Linked DNA regions of Mus musculus: region 1 is linked to region 2. A link is a contact called in public Hi-C data. All regions are on one chromosome and are shown on one strand. Each heading gives the region's core, a stretch centred on a gene start, on an enhancer-like site or on the middle of the called end of the contact. The rest is flanking DNA. Distances are from core to core; before and after follow the strand shown. Region 1 overlaps Stard13 (StAR-related lipid transfer (START) domain containing 13). Region 2 overlaps Kl (klotho).

Region 1 (3,307 bases), core at 37-2,536, 160 kb before region 2:
TCTGCATCTGTTAGTGCTCCCTGAACATAAACAAGGTGCTCATGTGGAGCTGACGGTCTGAGACTCAGAAGGGTCTGGTCTCTGGTTTCCGTCTTGAAATACTTAAAGTTTTTATTAGTTGCAGCAAAATACAGGAAACCCTCTCCTCCGTGTTCTTGTAAAGATTTCATTTTTTATTTTATTCATGTGTATGTCTGTGCATAATGTGCATGTGGTGCTCAGGGGGACCAGAAGAGGGAGTCAGATCCCATGGAATCAGAGTTACAGATGGTTGAGTTACCATGTGGGCACTGGGAACTGAACTCAGGTTCTTTGCAAGAGTAGCTCTTAACTGCTGAGCCATTTCTCCAGCTCTAATTCCAGCGTGTATAACAATGTCTTTCATTGCTGGCTTACAAAGTGCAGATACATTGGTTTTGGGGCAAACTGCTCTCCTCATGACACATGGGAGGCCCAAAAGAGAAAAAGGAGTCTCCCTCAAGGATGTGTCCACAATTGTGTAACATCCTCCAACTAGGCTGCACCTCTCAAGAGTCCCATCATCTCCCAAGCATCCTACCAGCACAGACAAAACCTCTACTATACTGATCTTTGAGAATTCTGATCTAAACCATGTCTAGTGAAGGTAAGCCAGGCTGGGACAAGCAGGTCATGCCATGAACCCAGGAGTCCTTCCATGAAAGCAAGACTCAGGTGGCCAGATCTGCAGGTGCCGTGCTGAGTGTCTTTTCTCTTTCTCCAGAACACTCGCTCTGTGACTGTATTCCCTGCCTGCTCTCCTCTGAGCTGGGCAAAGTGTTTTTAAGTCATTATAAACAGTACTGATTTGCAAGAAGCAATAGCCTGTGTGTCTCAAGGGAAAAGTCTACAGTCAAAAAACCCAATGCTTCATAAAAAAAAGGCTTTACAGTGATCTTGTTCCCCTGCAAACAAGGCTCTACCCTGCTGGAGGCTCCTACTTCTCTGAGCGGATCTCTGGCTCCTGACAGTGGGGACCACCTTGGAACTCAAACTCTCTGAGGTGTTCAGAAACACAACTCATTTTTTAAGCTTTCAAGCTCTGCGGCCTTAGCCATTATAGCAGAAGGAAAGAGTGTGTGCAAAGTTATGGAAAAGAAAAAAGCTAAAGCTTGTGGTATGTTCTGAAGTCACTGGAGGGTCGTGGGAGCACGCAGATGCTTCTGTCACTCAGCGCTGATGTTCTGCCTTTGAACTACTAGGGCATTACAGGAGAGAAGCTAATCTTTTGTGGCCAGCACAGCTTGCCTGTGTTGATAAGTGTGATTAACAACACTAAAGTCAAATACATTAGCAAATGCCTTATAGCTGCCAGGAACGCTCATGGCCACCCACGCTTCACAGCTAAATAAGAAACACAAGTTTCAGGAGCCTGGGATTCCTAGATCTGCTGTATGTACATGCCTTCAGCTTTGATTTTCAAGTTGGTTTCAATCAAATCGGAGAGCGCTATTGTTAGAAAGCAGCTACATATAAACTGCCACATGAGGAATGTGCTTTTTTTTTTTTTGTTTGCTTGTTTGTTTGTTTGTGAGAGATGCTTGCTTGATTTTCAGAATCTTCTACGGAATCTGCAGGCTTCTCTAAATTTAAAAGTAGATTTTTAAAAAAAATCTAGAAACTTCTTTACACAACCCAGTGCTTGAGCCTAACCCTCAACCAGAAGTCAAAAGTCAAAGGCTCTCTAGTGGTGAAGCAATAAGTCAGTCAGTGTTCCCAGCAATGGAAAGGGCCCAGCTTGCCCAGGGAGCACCCTGAACCATGTGACCAGAGGCTTTGTTCTTTCTTAACTGAACCTTCATTGGCATGTTAGCTAAAGCAGGCCCTGTGCTTGAGGTGATAGCAGAATTTGTCTTTCTCTGCCCAAGATAAAGGATATCCCTATTAAAATCTTGAAGGGATATAAAATTCAATTCTTACAAGTCCTGGGTCACTAGAGAGTAAGGGAGGAGAGGAGTAGACAGAGTTAGAACCGGGGTGATTGTACATGAAGGGAAGGGTGCAGGTTCCAGGAGGGGTTGATCCTGTCTTTGCCTTAAACACATGAGACTGGCTTGCCCAGGCAGGGAATTTACACTTTCTGCCTCGCCGTGGACTTTCCCTGTTTTGCATGGCTGAATGCCAGAGCTCCAAGTGCACTCCCCACTACGAGGCACCTAAAAGAAACGAAAAGCCAGCTCCACGAAGCACTAGATGTGTACGAGAAAAGCTGACTTGATGGACAGATTCTGTGTGTTTGTTTGTTTGTTTGTTTTTAATCATTATATATACTTTAGGGTCTTTTGAAATGGAAAAACTTTTTATATTAATTTCATGTATGTGAATGTTTGGCTGCCTGTATGTATATATGTATGTATGTTTCTATATTATATGCATGCAGTGTCTGAGGAGGCCAGAAGAGGGCGTTGGACACCCCCCCCCCCCCGAAACTGAAGTTATAGATGGTTTTGAACCACGGTGTGGGTACTAGGAACTGAACTAAGGTCTTCTGGAAGAGCAGCCTGTGCTTTTAACTGTTGAGCCATCTCTTCAACCCCATGAAGTCATTCGTGTACCACAGAGTTTCATTTTCTGACTTTCCATATATACTAGTTAGTTTAGTTGATTCAAGCTAGAGTCGTTTGGAGGGAAGGAAATAATAGTTGAGAAAATGCTGCCACTAGATTTGTCTGTGGTGTGTTTTCATGATCGATGACTGATGTAGGAGGGCCTAGCCCACTGTGGACAGAATGACACCAAGGCAAGAGGTCCTGAGTTGTGTGGGAAAATATTCTAAGCAAGTCATGGGGAACAAGCCAGTGGGCCGCATTTTCCCATGGCCTCTGATCAAGTTCCTGCCTCTAGGTTCTTGCCCTGGCTTCCCTCAGTAATGGACTTACAAGCTATAAGGTGAAATAGACACTCTCCTCCCCGGATTGCTTTTGGTCATAGCCTTTTATCTCAGCAACAGAAACCTAAGACACTGTACCACTACCCAAAGCAGTTGATATTTTGCTGACAAGATTATTTTCAACATGTCGCCCCCTTTCTTTCTGGGTACTCTAAGCCAGCTTACACTGTGTAGTTTGTGGACTTTTACACATATATTATAATAGAAGACATATGTGTCCAATGGAACGTCCTGCAGAGACACAAAACAGCATTGAGAAAGAAAGAAATTTAGTAATGGGAAGGATGGGAAAGCTTGTTTTATGAGTTGAGGAAGGTAAAACACTGACCGTGGGATCTAGGGAGCTGGTCTTTGGAGCACTCTGTTGGCGTGGCTTTGCTTGGTTTTGAACGTTCCGTG
Region 2 (3,313 bases), core at 275-2,774:
GAGGGGACTTGCTACATCCACTCTAGTAGTGACACACGTGACAGGACTAGAAACCTGGATGAAGTCCTGAGGCGAAAAGTTCACGTAAACTTAGTCTCCTGGAACTGTGGCATCCCATAGCACGTATGCTCCAAACTTGTCCTTGAGAATGGATCTGTGTGCTTCCTTTCAGTATTGTTTTGTTATAGCTGCCTCCAAGCAATGACTTGCCAAATACCTAAGCAAAATCGAACTTTGCTTCCTGGCCTTCATCAATGCCCTAGGTAGTCCTTGAGCTGACCCTGGGCTTGGAATTCAGCAAGAATGTTGCCTATTCAGTGACATTCAGAATTGCCTCTCGTATTGTAAGAGAAATAGTGAAAGAAATTAGGATTTACTATCTACTACATAGAGTTAGAAATCTCAGGGCAAGCTTAGCAACATAAGTTTAGAATTCTTATTATAGTTATGTATGCGAGACTACATTACTTATTAGAAAAGTCCCCCCACACTATCACTTAGAATAAAAGTCAAGTCGCTCCCATATACAGGAATTTACAATGGTTTAGGAAGTAGATCAGGCTGTGGTTTTAGAGTATTGCATTATTCATGAGAAGGTTAGCTAGAGCGGAACTCCCTAATTAGAGCCATGACTTGGGTGTGAAAGCCCTTGCCCTGGGAGTGTAAAGACCTCACACCTGACTTCTAAGAATATAGCTGACTTTAGATAGAGTTGACTTTGTCTCAGTTGTTTTATTGCTCAGTTCCTGCCAGTCTTTGTGTTTGCATTCCTCTGTTTTGTGTAAGAGTCATTAAGCATCCGATAACCTCATTGTACCTTGCCAATGTGTCACCTAACTTTCCTATTTTCTTCTGTATAAAAAGTTTGATGCTCGAGCCAGGCGTGGTGGTGCATGCCTTTAATCCCAGCACTCAGGAGGCAGAGGCAGGCAGCTTTCTGAGTTCGAGGCCAGCCCGGTCTATAAAGTGAGTTCCAGGACAGCCAGGGCTATACAGAGAAACACTGTCTCAAAAAACAAACAAACAAAAACAAAAGTTTGATGCTCGATTTGACATTAAATTTAGATACAGCACACTCTCTTGTGTCGTGTCTGTTTGTCACCCCCTTTTCATCGCCAATTCCATTGCCCACTGAGGGGGGGGGGCCCGACTGAGGCGGGTCCGCAGCAGGGACTCCATTTGTAAGCCTCTACATTAGTATCTAATGACAAGAAGCAGGACGGTGGTGCCTGTGGAGAGGGAGGGCCGGTGAGGAGTTACAGGAAGATTTATATGGCAGTGGGCCGGTCCTCTACCTCTCTAGCGGGACTCATCACACAGATGGGCATTGTCCTAGTTTGCTTCTCTGTTATAGTGGCCAAACACCAACCAAAAGCAACCCCAGGAAGGAAAGGGTTTATCTGGCTCTTACGTTGCAGTCCATTACTGAGGGAAGACAAAGCAGTGGTCGGAGCCTAGCAGCAAGCGCTGAAGCAGAGACCACGGATAAACTTTCTGGCTTACTCGGCTGTCTTCTTGATAGAGCCCAGGCCTCCCTGCCCAGAGATAATGTTGCCCATACATCAATGAAGCAGTGCCACACAGACAAGGCCACAAGTCACTCTGCTGAGGGCAATAATTCCCCAGCTGGGGTTCCGTCTTCCCAGGAGTATTAAGTTGACAAACAAGATCAGGCATCACATGTGGACTTGCCAAAACTCATAGGATTGTGCAATAAAATATAAAGACTTATTGAGAAACAGATTGTGAGTATATTACTAGTCATAAAGATACTTGTATTAAAGATACTTGTTGTTGTATATTGTCTAGGATTGACATGATAAGAAACACCGATTTTCTCTATGTCTTAGGGTTTTATTGTTATGAGGAGATACCATGGCCAAGGCAACTTTTATAAAGGACAACATTTAACTGGGGCTGACTTAGAGGTTCAGTCCATTATCATCATAGTGTGAAGCACAGTAGTGTCCAGACAGACATGGTGCTGGAGAAGGAGCTGAGAGTTCTACATCTTGATCCAAAGGCAGCCAGAAGGCTGTCTTTTCTACACTGGATGGATCTTAAGCCCACCCTGATGGTGACACATTTCCTCCAACAAGGCCTAAAACCTAACAAGGACACCCTTCCTAATAATGTCACTCCTTGTGGATCAAGCATTCAAATACATAAGTCTATGTGGGCAGAACCTTTTCCGACCACTATACTCTGAAACACAAATTTAACTCTGCAAATCAGTTACTTTAAAAAAAATTATAGATGTAGGCTTAGATTATTCAAAACCTACTTTAATAAGGGTTTTCAAGAGTTTCAACACTCCCTCTTGCCCACCATCCAAAGGGAGGGGAGAAAAGATGGAAAATAGGACAAGGGGATGTGGACCTGTTTAGAACCAGTTTTTGTTGTTTTTTTGTTTGTTTGTTTGTTTTTTCTTTTTGGTTTTTCGAGACAGGGTTTCTCTGTATAGCCCTGGCTGTCCTGGAACTCAACTCTGTAGACCAGGCTGGCCTCGAATTCAGAAATCTGCCTGCCTCTGCCTCCCAAGTGCTGGGATTAAAGGCATGCGCCACCATGCCCAGCCAAGTTCTCTGGGGCCATCCCAATCTTCATTGTCAGGACACCAGCAGTCCAGTTCAGTAGTGTCACCAAACATGAATAAGCATCAGCAGCACAGTCCAACAGAAACAGCCAGGCCTCCACTGTCAGCCTGAGTCAGCTGGGAGTGATCAGAAACAGCCAGAAAGTCGGGAGTTCTTTGCCATGCCTCTCTCAATAAAGTGAAGATCCTTAAAGACTGGAGACTGATGGAGCTTTGCTCAGCTGGCTATGCAAGTATGCTATCACTCTCTGTTGGGTCCTACTTATACTCTCTCCAAACATCTGTGAGATCTGTGAGTCCTCTCACAGATCTGCTTCAGCAAAGCGTCACTTGAGTTTGCTGCAGCAAACTATCATGTGTCTGCGTCACATGACACAACCACTTCATATACCAGTCAGCATTCACCCATTCGAGCAACAAATATTACATTCTGCTATTTCGCTGAGAGACACAAAAGATAGTGTCTTCTTCTCGTGGAGCTTTTATCCCAGGGATAAAGGAATGGATGAAGAGAGAAAGGTTAGTGGGTGGCAGGATCCGGCAGGGCTGCAGTTAGATAGGAAGTACCCATCGTCGGCAGAGGCATTGCTTGAGGAGAGACCCGATCCATAAAGAACAGGGAGAGTCAGCAAGGGTCAGGGGATGACATCAGGTCATGCAGACAGAGTTGACCAACTGGATGAGGAAATGGACTGTTTTAACTCTGTACCCTTCCAA

The links. Hi-C and Micro-C count contacts between places; a contact is called where the count stands out from the background.
Region 1: a Hi-C map of the N1E-115 cell line shows a contact between it and region 2, with 5 times the contacts expected there. The contact joins two enhancer-like sites. A contact is called at or near these places in 2 of 484 Hi-C or Micro-C datasets (the N1E-115 cell line and uterus), 1 of 115 datasets of contacts at active chromatin or transcription factors (fibro-adipogenic progenitors) and 2 of 9 other capture datasets (adipose tissue and pancreatic islet).

Annotation. Positions count from the first base shown.
Region 1 is chr5:151,134,095-151,137,401 of GRCm38.p6, reverse strand. The region is part of intron 1 of Stard13 (StAR-related lipid transfer (START) domain containing 13); the gene reads left to right. Among named protein-coding and RNA genes, the nearest start is that of Stard13, 54 kb to the left of the region's middle. Within about 2 kb of position 1,286, at least 44 of the 459 cell types and tissues checked have an H3K27ac peak or open chromatin away from gene starts, as enhancers often do. A contact at or near this core is called in the N1E-115 cell line, where this site is marked.
Region 2 is chr5:150,975,737-150,979,049 of GRCm38.p6, reverse strand. All of the region lies in intron 1 of Kl (klotho), which reads right to left. Among named protein-coding and RNA genes, the nearest start is that of Kl, 25 kb to the right of the region's middle. Within about 2 kb of position 1,524, at least 8 of the 459 cell types and tissues checked have an H3K27ac peak or open chromatin away from gene starts, as enhancers often do. A contact at or near this core is called in the N1E-115 cell line, where this site is marked.